5 separate regions of the Mus musculus genome follow, and regions 2, 3, 4 and 5 are each linked to region 1. Evidence: chromatin contacts called from public Hi-C, HiCAR-type and promoter capture Hi-C data. All regions are on one chromosome and are shown on one strand. The core of a region is the stretch at or near the end of the contact, and the rest is flanking DNA. Distances in the headings are between cores, read along the strand shown.

The links. Promoter capture Hi-C pulls out the DNA fragments that hold promoters and counts their contacts. A called contact is a pair of places that touch in the nucleus more often than the background predicts. HiCAR-type assays count read pairs that join an accessible place to other places.
Region 2: a contact with region 1 is called in a Hi-C map of uterus, with 5 times the contacts expected there. The contact joins the promoter of Tcaim here to the promoter of Lztfl1 in region 1. A contact is called at or near these places in 2 of 39 promoter capture datasets (hippocampal neurons and liver) and 1 of 484 Hi-C or Micro-C datasets (uterus).
Region 3: a contact with region 1 is called in a HiCAR-type map of astrocytes, with 3 times the contacts expected there. The contact joins the promoter of Zkscan7 here to the promoter of Lztfl1 in region 1.
Region 4: a contact with region 1 is called in a Hi-C map of uterus, with 3 times the contacts expected there. The contact joins the promoter of Zdhhc3 here to the promoter of Lztfl1 in region 1. A contact is called at or near these places in 2 of 39 promoter capture datasets (hippocampal neurons and liver), 3 of 484 Hi-C or Micro-C datasets (embryonic stem cells, muscle stem cells and uterus), 2 of 115 datasets of contacts at active chromatin or transcription factors (bone marrow-derived macrophages and memory CD8 T cells) and 1 of 9 other capture datasets (adipose tissue).
Region 5: a promoter capture Hi-C map of liver shows a contact between it and region 1, with 2.2 times the contacts expected there. The contact joins the enhancer-like site here to the promoter of Lztfl1 in region 1. A contact is called at or near these places in 7 of 39 promoter capture datasets (the 3T3-L1 cell line, the C10 cell line, cranial neural crest and 3 more), 2 of 484 Hi-C or Micro-C datasets (CD4 T cells and embryonic stem cells), 4 of 115 datasets of contacts at active chromatin or transcription factors (astrocytes, bone marrow-derived macrophages, effector CD8 T cells and 1 more) and 2 of 9 other capture datasets (adipose tissue and liver).

The regions. Positions count from the first base shown.
Region 1 is chr9:123,716,221-123,718,996 of GRCm38.p6, forward strand. Lztfl1 (leucine zipper transcription factor-like 1) reads right to left here and starts at 1,405. Exons shown (of 10, transcript NM_033322.3): 1 at 1,306-1,405. The coding sequence starts at 1,308.
Region 2 is chr9:122,804,181-122,806,956 of GRCm38.p6, forward strand. Tcaim (T cell activation inhibitor, mitochondrial) reads left to right here and starts at 1,367. Exons shown (of 11, transcript NM_001013405.2): 1 at 1,367-1,508.
Region 3 is chr9:122,885,491-122,888,266 of GRCm38.p6, forward strand. It overlaps Zkscan7 (zinc finger with KRAB and SCAN domains 7), which reads left to right and starts at 1,328. Exons shown (of 6, transcript NM_001177505.2): 1 at 1,328-1,575. It also overlaps a transcript of Zfp445 not described here.
Region 4 is chr9:123,111,786-123,114,561 of GRCm38.p6, forward strand. Zdhhc3 (zinc finger, DHHC domain containing 3) reads right to left here and starts at 1,409. Exons shown (of 7, transcript NM_001372538.1): 1 at 1,211-1,409. Exosc7 (exosome component 7) reads left to right here and starts at 1,446. Exons shown (of 8, transcript NM_001081188.1): 1 at 1,446-1,537. The coding sequence starts at 1,481.
Region 5 is chr9:124,271,908-124,274,683 of GRCm38.p6, forward strand. All of the region lies in intron 1 of Gm39469 (zinc finger protein 431-like), which reads right to left. Among named protein-coding and RNA genes, the nearest start is that of Gm39469, 10 kb to the right of the region's middle. Within about 2 kb of position 1,429, at least 17 of the 459 cell types and tissues checked have an H3K27ac peak or open chromatin away from gene starts, as enhancers often do. A contact at or near this core is called in liver, where this site is marked.

The DNA.
Region 1 (2,776 bases), core at 155-2,654:
GGCTACCACACAGCTCACAGCTTTTAGGTACAGAGAATAAATAGGCTTAGCCACAACTAAGATATACACTCAGGAGGCAGAGGCATAGATAGGCAAAGGCAAGTGAATCTGAGTTCAAGGTCAGGCTGGACTACAGAGAGGATTCCAATATAGACAGGACTAAACAGAGAAACCCTGTCTTGAAACAGCAACAACAAAAACTGTCTTCTAGACATGACAGAACTGCTGGCCTAGAAACTCACAACTGTGGTCACCTGCACAAAGGTGCCAATCAACAATCCAGCACAGAGACGGGGAGGGGTTTATGAGATCGCACTTCTAGCTGAGCAGTTACTGACGGCTGAAGATTTATGAAGGGCAGAGAGACAGTTTCTTTTAAGAGTGTGGCCCAAGGAAGGTGATGGTCCCACACACATGAGTATATGTGCAGCATAAATTGGACTAGGTAGGCTTAAAAAAAACAGGACAGGAAGTAAACAATAATTCTGGAAGATGCTAGGGGATTTAAAATACATTGTATGAATGTATAAAATCTTTAAAGGATAATTTTTTTTAAAAAAGAGTGAGCTTATTGCTTAAAGTGTTTATTTTATGTGCATTGTTTGACAAATCATCTACACCCGGTTTCCAAGTGTTATCACAATGACATAAAAGAGTAAGAACACAAACAAGTACTAACTTTTTTGTGAAGCCACTAGCGTAATTTTTTTTTTTTTTTCGTTTTTGACATCAGAAGCAGGACCAGTTCCTAGCTCAGGATGGTTTAAGAAATGGTCTGTTTTGTTTAGATGTATACAAAGTGACACTTACTAGGAATTGATTGCTGGGATATGTCAGCAACCCACTTGAGCTTCACTTTCAATAACTTCTCTATGCCCAGCTATTTAAATTAATTGTACGATGAAAGGTTGGATGGACTGGCGTTTTCGCTTCAGTTTTATCTGTCTCAAAGTAAGCCCGAACTCTAATACCCAAATGGTCGTCAGACGTCCAAACAAAGAAAACAGCACCGATAATTAGTCAGTTGTAAAATCAGGTGCTTCAGAAAATTAGATTCAACCAAGTTCACACAGAAAGTTGGAACCAGCCCGTCATTCTTCACCCTGGCAAATGTGTGCGGCTGTGTCGGCCAGGGCTTCCCAGACCACAGCCAAGGACGAGGCGACAAGGCCGGAGGAAGGCTTCAGCAAGAAGCTGTCCCCGCGGCTCGGCCGACGTGACTCCCTCCCCGGCGAGGCCCCGCTCGCTCGCTCGCTCGCTCGCCCTCCGCACCCCGGCTGGGCCTCTCCCGACCAGGACACTCACCATGGTGGCGGCGGATCCGACAGGAAACAGGGAGGCCGGCACCGGGGCCTGAGGAACGGAGGTTGTTTAGAAGCCGCGCGTTGCCAATGGGAACGGAGACACGTGGGCCCTCGCTTGCACGCTATCATTGGCTCTCAGTGTCACGTGACGGATGATGTTGCGTAACTGGCTAATTTCCGCGGGTACATTGGCTTTGAGATCCGGAAGTCCCACCTTTTCTTGCCACGCTAACCTGGGGCGGTGCCTGCCGTTGCCAATGGCAACAGAGAAATTTCCGGTCGGGGGTGGGGGGGGGGAGCTGAGCAGCGCCTTAGGTGCCAGCGTGTTTGCCTACAATCAGGACAGAAGTTGGGCTTTGGCACCGGGATCCAGAGCTGGTGGTTCCAGACCTCTGAGAAGAACAGGCTGAGTGAACAGGGCTTCAGCGTGACTGCATCCGGCTATCAAGCTCATGCTGGCCCTGGTGCACGCCCTTCCTCCATCTGCATTGTTTTATAACGCTGGCAGAAGAGAATAACTTTACCTTTTTGGAAAAAAAATGTGCAAAAACATAGGTTTATATAGAGTAGTGAATTAGAGAGACAAACACTAGATTCGCCAGGAGAAGGTTGTGGAATAACGTCCTGATCTCCCTGGCGGAAGTTTTCACTTATGAAGTCTAACTTGAGTCATTAGAATCTTCAAGTTTTGGGATAGGTAAAGATCCTTTCCAAATCTGTTGGTGATCTTTTTGTCTTATTGACGGTGTCTTTTGCCTTGCAGAAGCTTTGCAATTTTATGAGGTCCTATTTATTGATTCTCGATCTTACAGCGCAAGCCACTGCTGTTCTATTCAGGAATTTTTCCCCTGTACCCATATCTTCGAGGCTTTTCCCTACTTTCTCCTCTATAAGTTTCACTGTCTCTGGTTTTATGTGAAGTTCCTTGATCCACTTAGATTTGACCTTAGTACAAGGAGATAGGAATGGATCAATTCGCAATCTTCTACATGATAACAGCCAGTTGTGCCAGCACCATTTGTTGAAAAATGCTGTCTTTTTTCCACTGGATGGTTTTAGCTCCCTTGTCAAAGATCAAGTGACCATAGGTGTGTGGGTTCATCTCTGGGTCTTCAATTCTGTTCCATTGGTCTACTTGTCTGTCGCTATACCAGTACCATGCAGTTTTTATCACAATTGCTCTGTAGTACAGCTTTAGGTCGGGCATAGCAAACACAGAAGTGGATGCTCACAGTCAGCTATTGAATGGACCACAGGGCCCCCAATGGAGGAACTAGAGAAAGCACCCAAGGAACTAAAGGGAACTGCAACCCTATAGGTGGAACAACAATATGAACTAACCAGTACCCCGGAGCTCTTGTCTCTAGCTGCATATGTAGCAGAAGATGGCCTAGTCGGCCATCACTGCAAAGAGAGGCCCATTGGACTTGCAAACTTTATATGCCCCAGTACAGGGGAACGCCAGGGCCAAA
Region 2 (2,776 bases), core at 117-2,616, 910 kb before region 1:
TAAAGCAGCAGCACAGACTGAAAACACAAAGATCCAGGGCACCCCACCAAATGTCTAAGTTACCCTCCTAACAGCTCCCTTTCAGTGGGTCTCATATGACTATTACGTGTACGTTGTGGGAGGAGCACACATCCATGTGGATTTTTGCAGGACAGCGTTTTTGGAATCTGTTCTTTCCTTCCACCTCCATCTAGTTACGGTAATCAAACCACAGTGGTCAGGCTGGAGGGTCTGATAGCAAACACTTTCATCTGTTGGTCGACCTGGCAGCACAGTACTGTATGCTTTATGATAATATGTGACTAAGGACATTGCTAATGAAAATATTTTAAACAAATGTGCCAAAATATAAATATCTAACAAGGATTGTCCCAAAACACTAAGAAGTTAAAACTTCAGAAGTTGTCAGGTGGTGGTGGCCCATGCCTTTGATCCCAGCACTCAGGAGGCAGAGGCCAGCAGATCTCTCTTCAAGGCCAGCCTTGTCTACAGGACTACACGGAGAAATCCCGTCTCAAAACAAAAAACAAAAACTCCTTCAGAAACCACCTTCAGTATCTGTAGCCTATTCTCTTTAACATAGTCCTCACTCTAAATAGTACTGTACGCCACAAATTCAAGTCGTCTAGAGGGGAAAAGCCCTAAATAGGGTAATAAATGGGACAAGTATTTAAAGGAGTTCTCAAAATGGGTAGAGGCAGTGTCCTTAAATCTACAGTCTCACAAGGGCAGGAAAATTGAGTCCCAGCACTCTTAAGCTTGCGTGACATGTGGCGCACACACTGCCTCAGAGACAGGTGGGCAATTGTAAACTATGCTCCTGCAGACAAAGGACACGATGTGGGCCGCAAGGTCGTCTTCAGGAGAATGAAGATCTGAGAGAAGGGGTGGGATGGCTTCTTGCTGGTTGACCAAGCCAAGAGGTAGCAAAGCGAAAAGCAGTTTATATTCCATCATTTGCAGGTCTGGAGATCAGTTACAGACGTCCAATAAAGCAGTAAAAAGCCCATGCTGAGTACACTGAACGTTTAAAAACAGCCTAGTAAGGAGTCGCGATGTGTCATGCCTGTAATCAAAGCACGTAGGAGGCTGAAGCAGGAGAATTGCCGCAAGTTCAAGGCCAGCGTGGGTTACAGTGTGAGCCACTGTCCCAAATAATTAAACTATCTCAAATAGATTAGATTGAGGAAAAGTCAAGTGGGAAATGTAAGCCAGAGGAACCGGATCTTTCACACTCAGCTGCATCTGGGAAGCCTACCAAGACTACCAACGGCTGCTCAGCAAGAACTGCGTCACCAGAGCGCCTTGCATAGCTCCGCCCCTTCCCCCCTCCCCACCAGGGGCTGCGCGTGCGCGCTTTGGCCCCGCCCCTGCCTCCCGCTACTCCTTTACCTTTGCTTATCGTCCTCCCACCTGCCTGCCAATCATCTTTCTCCCTCAGACCTAGTCGGCCGGAAGAACCGGCTTGTGTCTCCCGAAGCTGCCTTCGGAAACCCGCAGATAGCGGGGTAAGGACACCGCTTTGAAGCGGGGTGGGAGGCCGCTGAGAGCCGACGTCCTGGCTGGGAGCCGCTTGCCGGCCTTGCGCAGGCGTTCTAGGAGGAAGGTCGGTCCGCCTTAGCCAATGAGCATGGTTCGTGCGGCCTGCCGGCTCCAAGTGTCGGGGCGTCCAAGCACGAACCCAGGCCTCTGAGACAGTGGGCCAGACCTGTCAGGAGCTCCCTGCAGAGCGAAAGTTGCCCAGGGACTCCACACTTGCCACACAGGCCTTGGCCTGTGCGTGCTGAGGCGTAGGCGAGGCTGTCAGATGGGAGCTGGGTTTAGGCTGCTGCTGGGAGAGCCTTGAGGCTGGTGGGGCCCTGGGAGGAGCTGCACCCCAAGTTGCGGACCTGTCCATTCACCTCTAGACCTGTAATCAAACTTATGGCTAAGTAGACTCTCAGAGGGGAGTCTGAGGCGTAGATTACTCAAGTGCACTTCACCACTAAAGAGCTTAAGGAGTGTGCTAATTCATTCAAGACATCTGTGGAATGTGTGTGTGCGAATGGGTTTAAGATTGTAGGATAATGGTAAAAGGAAACAGGATCAGGCTGAATTTTATCAGTTTGAGACCACCGATTGGAGATTCCAGATTTAATGTGGAGTTCATATAGTTTTAAAAAGGTGTCAAAGTTTGGTTGGCTGGTTGGTTGGTTAGATTTGTCTACAGATGGCCTACTGAAAAGGAACTGGAGATGCCTGCCATCCCTTGGCTTAGTGTTGATGAAGGAGTTTTAAGCTCAGGGAAATTGCAGTGCTAGAGTGGGTACTCTCTGAAAAACCTGATCCCTCATAATGGAAAGGCCCAGAAGACATGCCCTACACTAACCTATAAGATGAAAATGGTTTGAGGGGGCAACAGCAGGTCCGAAGAGTTTTTGTCGTAATTTTTTCTCTTGTGCCAGATCTTAGGGTTCAGTGGGTGTAATTGGACCTTGGAGTAGCACCAGTGCCTGTATATATTAGGTCAGGCTGGGCCAGAAGTGCCTGAATCCTTCTTGAAACTGTAGAGTTTGTAGTTATGATTTAACTCTCCAGCAAGATACAAAAGGAAAGCTAAAGAATTTGTTATCTAGCCAGGCGATGGTGGAGTGTCATTAATCCCAGCAATGGGAGGCAACAGGAGGCAGAGACAGTTGGATCTCTGTGAGTTCAAGGCCAGCATGGTCTACAGAATGAGGTCCAGGACAGCTAGGGGTGTTACACAGAGAAACTTTGTCTCCAAAAACAAACAAAT
Region 3 (2,776 bases), core at 78-2,577, 830 kb before region 1:
ACCTCGCATGGTTCCTCCTCAGACCCAGGTTTCTCCTTTAATAAACCCTCATAGGAGGTCCCCCTCTTTGAGGGGCCCCTACCTCAGCATTCCTGTTATAATTATTCCCCAGATACAGATGACCACCACTCCCAGGGTTGTACTACGAAATAGAAGGATGCTGGACCTCCTGACAGCAGAACAGGGTAGAGGGGGAAGCTCGTGTCATCCTGGAGTAAGAATGTTGTTTCTCTGTAAATGAATTGAAATTGGTTGAACAAAATATTAAGACCCTTTGTATTAGATCATTATATCATGTGATATATATATATATATTTTACTAACCTGTGAATCAAAAAAGCAAGCAGTAAGCATCACACCTTACACACAAAGAATCAGGGCCACAGATTGTGCTATTTGAGCCCATAAATGTGTATTTTATAAATCCAAAGCACAGGAATAAAAGTATTTACAAAACTATAATAGTTAAAGAAATTTCAATAAAGAAAGTCATAACAAATTTGAATTCTCAGAGAATTGTCCTCTGAGAGGGACCTACCCTTTTATAGTAAATAAAGTTCTCCATCTTGTTAGATAGCAAACTTTATAACACAATTAATCCTTCCTGAGACTGGCACTTTGAGGTGAGATGACCTCAGAGATAAATTTAGGGTAAAAGAGCCAAGGAAAGAACACCCTGACCCAGACTTGACCCCTAGACCCCAAGAAACAGTTCCACCAATCCCTGAGTTTGCCCCAAACTCTGACTAGAATCCCACAAATCCCAGACTGCCCCAGAAGTCCCATCCCTCACTGAAACCTATATAAGGCCTGCCTTCTCCTCAGTTCCCCCTGCTCCTTGCCTGAGCAGAGGCAGCCACTCTTCTGGGTTTTCCCTTCCGATAAATCTATGTGAGATTTGTTGTGTGGTGTGACTTTGTGGTATTCCTTGACTCCCGATTGCCAGGGTACCTTTCCCAGGAAAGCTGTAACACTTACATCGGGGGAACCTTTGCCTGCTCAAGCAGAACTGTACAGTTGCGGGAACCTTCCCCTTAATGGAACCGAGCTGTAACACAATTAGGAATTGGGCTCTAATTGTATAGGGCATCATCAGGGACAGGCTGGTCTGTCAAAGTCTGATTGTTGGAAAGTATGGCTTTGCTTTTTTTGACCTTTTTATGTCAAGAGTGAGGTCTCTGGAATCTGAATGACTCTAAGTTCAGCATGACACCCTCTTGTGCCCCAGATGTTCCCTGGGTAAAAAAAAATCTTAGCGTTCAAGATTATTGCTCACCTTGGCAACCAAGACTTCCGGAATCCAGGAGGTACCGGAAGTGATGCTCTCATGCTTCCCGTCCCGCCGTCGTTGCCATTTCCTAGTGTCCTGGAGGTGTGTGGGGCCGTTGAGCCGTCACGCATGACGGTGGCGACGCGGTGGAAAGTGCGGCCCGCACTCGGGCCGCGACGCGGGCGGTGCCGGGGTGCTTACCCGAGGCGGAGCCGCGTCGTCCTCGTGTTGTGGTCGCTCGGCTTGGGGTCGGCTCGAGTTGTTGGCTCCCGTGCGTCAGCGCTGCACGGGGCAGACGCGGCCAGGTGAGCGGCTACCGAGGCAGGACCGTGACTCTGGAGTGAGCCCCACGCGAGCTCGCAGATTAGACGTGCAGCGAGACCTGCCGCTTAGCACTCGGCACAGTAAGGACCGCAGGAAAGTGTCCTGTGCTCTTGTGTACTCTCGGAGAGTTCACAGATTACTCCATCTGTCTTAAAAACAAAACAAAACAAAACAAAACAAAACAGGCTCAGAGGAAAATGTCTAACCCTGGGGTCTCCAGTGCCTGATATCTGATATCTCAAACCACGGCACACATCCTAGTTGCCCCAGAGGATCTGGTTTTCAAATGGCATGCATAAACGGAAAGGAAAATGGCTTTTCCCAAATTTTGTCCACTAAACTAACCACATTCGTGTAACATATCTCTCTCCCTGTGTAACACATATGCACGCGTGCAGGACTGGGAAGCAGTCCTGCCTTTTGAATCTTCGCAGGAAACAGAGCCCTGAGTAAACTGCAAACAATTGCATTAAGAGAAGTGATCCAACAGAGTTATGGGTGGAGAGTAGTCCGTGGGATTACTGAAGCTATAAACAGTGGTATGCCCGGAGAGACCAGAAAGTTAAAGTTAAGTTCCAAGTTAAGTAGAAAAGACTTCCAAAAGTTTTAATACTAGTTCCTCCCTTTGGGTGACCCTCCAGTAGTTTAGAGGCCATGACTGGTGAGTTCCTCATAAACAGTTGAAGTACACTGTTATAGTATGAGGTACAGCAAGGGAAATGAGCCATTGTTTTATATCTGGGGAAAGCAGGAAAATATCCTTCAAGAGAGGTGTTATTTATTCGGAGTCTTGACACTTGATTAAGAGTTTGTCAGAAATGACGGGAAAAAACAGGGAAGGTGCAGACAGGTAAAGTGTGGTCCCCACCCCCTTATTTGTAAAGTGTTAGCCCCAAACTTTAGTACATCTTTACCAGCTGAGTTTTGAGCCTCCACTCCCAGCACAAGTTTATGAAAAAATTAAAGATAAATCCTATTTGAATTTCAGTGCTTACTACAGGACATATTAAATAGTTAAATCATTTAGTATTTTCTTTAACATCCAGTTTCCTTGTATACCCTGCTTTGGAGGCCATTGATGTCCTTTTAATTTGGGTACTTGGGGGAAATGGTTGGAGGTGTATGTGAAAGACTGTGAAAGCTAAGCCTAGACATTCAGTTAGCTTTTATCCTGCAGGTGAC
Region 4 (2,776 bases), core at 159-2,658, 600 kb before region 1:
TACCCTAGAGGGCAAAGTCCAACCCTACAGGAAGCCGTCTCAGGAGCACCTGTAGTAAGTATTATGTATGGACGCAGGAAATTCATATCCAGTCTATCAAGAAGAGGCTATCATTTGAGGGCTCAGCAGCTAACAGTTCAGTACCTAGGAATATAGCCAGGCACTTCCTGTTACTGTTGAAATCTCAGCGTAGTCAGTAATCCACTATGACAACTCTAATCACCATGCTCTGTGGCTATGCTCACAAGAGCCTTCCCTTCTACCCTGGAGGACTCTGGTTAGTGTTCTGTTTACTTACTTAGTTAGCACAAGAGAAAAAAAGCCTTTTTTCGACGAGTGGGGGCAGTGTCTTTGAGACAGGATCTCACTATGTGGCTCAGGCTGTCCTTGAACTCACAGTGTAGAACAGGCTGACCTCGAATTCAGAGATCCGCCTAGCTCTGTCTCCCAAACGCTGGGATTAAAGGCAAAGGGTGGCCAGCACCTTTTATTTCTTGATGATTAAGCTGAAGGGTTACTTTTGTTTAAAATAGAACACCAGGTAAGTCTCTACCAAGTCTCCCCTCATTTTCTCAGAGAGACCCTTTAAAACTTAGTTCATATCCCCTCTCTTCCTTAAAGGGCCCCTCACTATGACCCCAGCTTCACCTTGCAGGCATCCTTTCTGGATAACCTAGGTCCCATATCCTCCCAGGGTCGGTTTTCTTTCATGAAGTTATCCATCTTCCCCGGAGATCCCTTCCATCCAGGCATCCCGAAGTGCAAGACACTCTCCCTACTCTCTTTGGGACAATACTCCAGCAACCGCACGGGGCAAGGGTAACTTGCAAAGCTCTGGGCCATTATCTGATGATGGGCAGTAGGGGAGGAAAGGATGAGGGAAGACAGGACAGAGATCGATCCCTGGAATGGAAGGAGGGGTGAGAAAATTGAGAAGCTGGCGCCCCATTCCTGGTGCAGACCCTTCCCGACCAGTGACCTAATGAGGGATCCATGGTCTCTTTCCTTCAGCCATCCTAGGGACCAACTAGGAGGGGGTTGAGGAGATGGTCCCTCATGGGCAGCACGACTTCCGCCTTCCTGAAGTGTCTCACGTGCGCGCGCTCGGCTACTTCGACTCCGGCCCGAGCGCTCGGGTTGCGCGCTTCCCATCCAGTCCCGGCTGGGGCCCCGCGCCTCCCTCCTTCTGGGGCTTCCCCACTGCACTGACCGTCAATCTGGAGGCAGCTAGCAGTCCCGCGCCGCCTGCTGCTGCCCCGGGGCCCAGCCGCCAGCGTCCGCGATGGCACGGGCACCCGGCGCCACGGCTTGCCGGACTCGGCCTCACACGGGGCGGTGCGAAGGAGAAGCCCATGGAGCTCCAGGCGGTGGCGGCAGCCGCGGCTGCGGGAGCGGCCACCGCGCGGGCTGATGACGCGCAGGCGCGGTGGGGAGAGGCGCGAGCTGATGACACGCCAGCGCGCGCGGTGAGCTGAGCAGCATGGCGTCGGTGGCGCTAAGCGAGGCCGAGAAGGTCTACATCGTTCATGGAGTGCAGGTAGCGGTGGCGGCCGCGAGTGCAGGCCATATTGCGCAGGGAGGAGGTGCGGGGCGGCCACGTGGTCAGGACGGACGCCCGAGGCTTAGTGCTGCAGCGAGTGTGCGTCCTGTATGCCTAGATGTCCACAGCTCTCGGGATGGAGGAGATTCCTAGCTCATCAGGGAGCGGCGGGCGGGCAGTTCCCGAGGCTGCAGTTTAATGAAGGAATGTCCTTGTGGCCTCTGCACGACCTGAGAGTGCAGTGCCCGAGATCCTGTAATCAGAATAGCGGCACGTGAATGGACTCTGGTGACTTTGCACACAGAGGCCGTGTATCCGAGGGGGAAAAGGACTTTAAAATTCTGACAGCAAACACCACACGCCACACACCCCCTAAAAACAGGAAAGAAGGAAATGCATCGGTAATAGAGTGCGTGCTTAGCATGCTCCAGACCTTGGTGGCTGGCACCTGTAATCCCAGCAGCTGGGAAGTGGAGACAAGAGAATCAGGAGTTTAAGGCCAGACTGAGCTATAAAGACCCAATCTTAAGAGAAATCACGCTGACATATACACACACATGTCTTACAAATAGAGAAAAATAGGGAGTGTTTTTCTTTCTGGCGGTGCTGGAGGTTGAACCTCTTGGCCTTGTGCATGCTAGGCAGGCATTCTATCATGGAACCGCATTCTCAACCCTTTTGTTTTTTTGCTTTTTTTTTTTGAGGAGGAGAGCTTTATATCCAAGGCTGGTGTGTAACTCCTATCAGTCCTGCCTTGGCAGAAGGCATGCCTTTTCACCACCCGCTGAGAAGAATTTTTCAAAGCAGACTGGTAGTCTATGGTGTAATTGTTGATTTACCTGTTTTACTTGTGGGGCGCTTAGATCTTTGGGTAGCTACAATGACTACCGCGATCTGGGCTCAGTCCTGCTTTTGAACGTTCAAGAGAAGTGAAGAATGTTTCCTGGCAACCATAATCTAGTATTCTACAAGCCTTGTCCCTACAGTTGATCTTGTGATGTAGTCATCATAGTAAGGTGACCTGTTACCATTTAAACTACATAATGCAAGTGAAAGCATGTTCTTTTCTAAATCATATGACATACTGTTATTTTCTACTTCATATAGAGTAAGGAATGCCAAAATTCAGTCATTAGGTTTCATATTAAACTTGAGTAATAAAAATCCAAACCCACAACTCATTAGCTTTTTAGTTCAAGATCAGGTTTAGTAATAGTGGGGTATATGCACAGTGGG
Region 5 (2,776 bases), core at 179-2,678, 560 kb after region 1:
GGAAGCAGTGGCAGGTATATCTCATTGAGTTGGATGCCAGCCTGGTCTATCCAGAACAGCCAGAGGTATATATTAAGACCCTGTCTCTCCTGTAAAAATCAATCAAACAAACAAGAAAGAGAGAAAGAACTCAGAGGTTTTTACTGGAGTTCCTACAAAGAATGATACATTCACTCCAGTTCTATATTCATCTCTCAGAATACTGAAGTGCCCAAATTTAAACTATTAATCGTAATGAGATCTTACTAAAAGGGGATGCATCTTTAAACAGACACAAACAGACAGATGAAAATATTGGCAATGTAAATGTTGGTCCTAAACAAGCAACATAGGACAGGATAGATGGCTCAGCAGTGAAGAGCTCTTGATGGTATTGCAAATAATTGAGCTCAATTGCCAGTACTTACAAGGGGGATTCACAACTATCCATTACTCCAAGGGCAGGAATTCTGAAGCTATCTTCTGACTACTATGGGGACCAGGCATTACATTAAGTGGATATTCGTGCACACAGACAAAATACCCATATTCATTAAAAAGTCAAAACAAACACAACAAAAAGGAAGAGTGTTATCACCTAAAATCCAATGTCTCAGAAACCTCAGACAGTAAACCTCAGGCAGTATTAATGTCATGAATATATGCCATCCTGAGAAATAGAATATTCTCTCTGCCAAATTTCAAAGTTCACAACATGGATGAAAATAAATACAGCAGCGTATGGTTTGCACTTACAAAAACCTACATTACAAGTCCATCAGCAAATAATATAAAAACAAACAAACAAGCCAGGCATGCTGGTCAACATTTAATTCCAGCACTCTGGAGCTAGAGTCAGGAGGACCTTTAAGTTTGAGGCCCACATACTCTATACACCTATTTTCAGGATAGTCAGGGTGAGAAAAAAAAAAAAAAACTTTGTCTTCAAAAACAAAAACAGAAACATAACCAACAAAATTAAAAATTTAAAAACACCAGGTTTAGCACTGAATAATTATTTCAACTGTGTTTTATGTGATTTACAGGTAGAGTCTATAATGGTAAAGGCAAGACAATATGAGAAGGAACTGAGTGATCAGGTTCCACCATAACACAGTAGACACACACACACACACACACACACACACACACACACACACGAAATGGGTTGAGTCTATAGACACTTAAATCTCAACCCCAATAAGGAATCTAGAAAGGTTCCTCCTACAAAAGCTTCTATTGAGAGAACTGAGTCAGCCAGAGCCAGGCTGACTCCATGACAGGCTGCACACTGGCAGTTTGGGAGACTAGGCCTAAGTTTCTGTTTCCCAGAACTGGAAAAGTCCAAAATAGTCAATTCCAGGAAAACCACCCCTCACAGGCAGCCAATCAGAAGCTGCCAAGAGTTGCACCTGCCACCAGGCCTGAGCCAAGACTGAGCCAAGAATAGTTAATGAATAATGGTTCTGGAAAGTTCCCAAAATTCCCCCAGAACACTGACCAATCCCAAAGCCACCCATACCCCTGGAAATTGAGCCAACCAATCAGGATAAAGGTCAACTACTCCTCCCTGGTATTCCCCTAATTGGCTTTAAATTGAGCTTGCAAAATTTACATGTCTGTCTCCATCCTATTGAATAGTAGACCCCTGCATGCTAGAATTCTGCAGAATAAAATGATCTTTGTTTTTGCATGCTACTTGAGTCTGAGGTCTTCCTTCAATGATTCTTGTACCCTAACATTATAAGACCCCCAAAGAAAGCCAAAAAGAAGAGATAAGTGTTCAAAAATATCACCCTGTCTGGGAGCTTTTCTGATTCAATCAACTACATTCTGACCCTGGCCACTATAGGCTCATGGTCATCCATGATGAAAATGCATTCAGTTTAGCTTCAATGATCCTAATAGTCTGCAGCAGCCCATACACTCTTTGAATGTCCAAAGTCTCTTCTGACACTTAAGACAATCTCTTGATTGTCCCATCTTATAAAATCAGAAATCAAGCTATATCTTTCCAACATATAACAGAACAGAATATCCCTTCCCATTCCAATATAGAGGAATGTGTACATAATGAGGAAAGACTGGACTAAAGCCAGAAACACAGTAGGGCAAACAACAAATCCTGCAGACCTGCCTCAGACACATCGGGCCTCAGTTTTAAAAGGCTTAGATTGTCTCATCCCTGCAACCTCTCATGCACCTCTTGGATAGTTTTTTTCCATTCCCTGTATACACCTCTCCGTGGCAGGTGTCTCATAGCTTAGGTATCTCAACATCTTGTGGTCTCAAAATGCAACTCAGGTTTCATCCTCACAGGTTTCTGCAATGTACTCTCACAGTAACTTTCCTCACTCAGGCTCTAAGTCTGTCAAACATAGATGGCTGGAACAGTGCAGAACTGAAATCACAGAGGAAGAATCCATGACCTTAAATTTTGCATCTTTTTTTTCTTTTTTCTTTTCAATATCACTTTACTGGTAGTGTCTGGTTTAACATGAGGCACTTGACATGAAAGGGAACCCATGCCTAACACTGCCTGGATTTCTAGGACCCTTACAGAGACATAAATGGCAATCATGGAGCCAGCATGGATCTGTGCCAGGTGCTCTGCTAATATGTTATAGCTGTTAGCTTGGTGTTTTTGTGGGACTCCTAACAGTGGGAGAAGGTGTAACCCTGATTCTTTTGCTTGATCATGAGACACTTTTCCTCCTATCACGTTGCCTTGTTCAACCTCAATGTGAAGACTTTCACCTTGTCTTTTTCTATCTTGTGTTGTTATGTTTGACTGTTC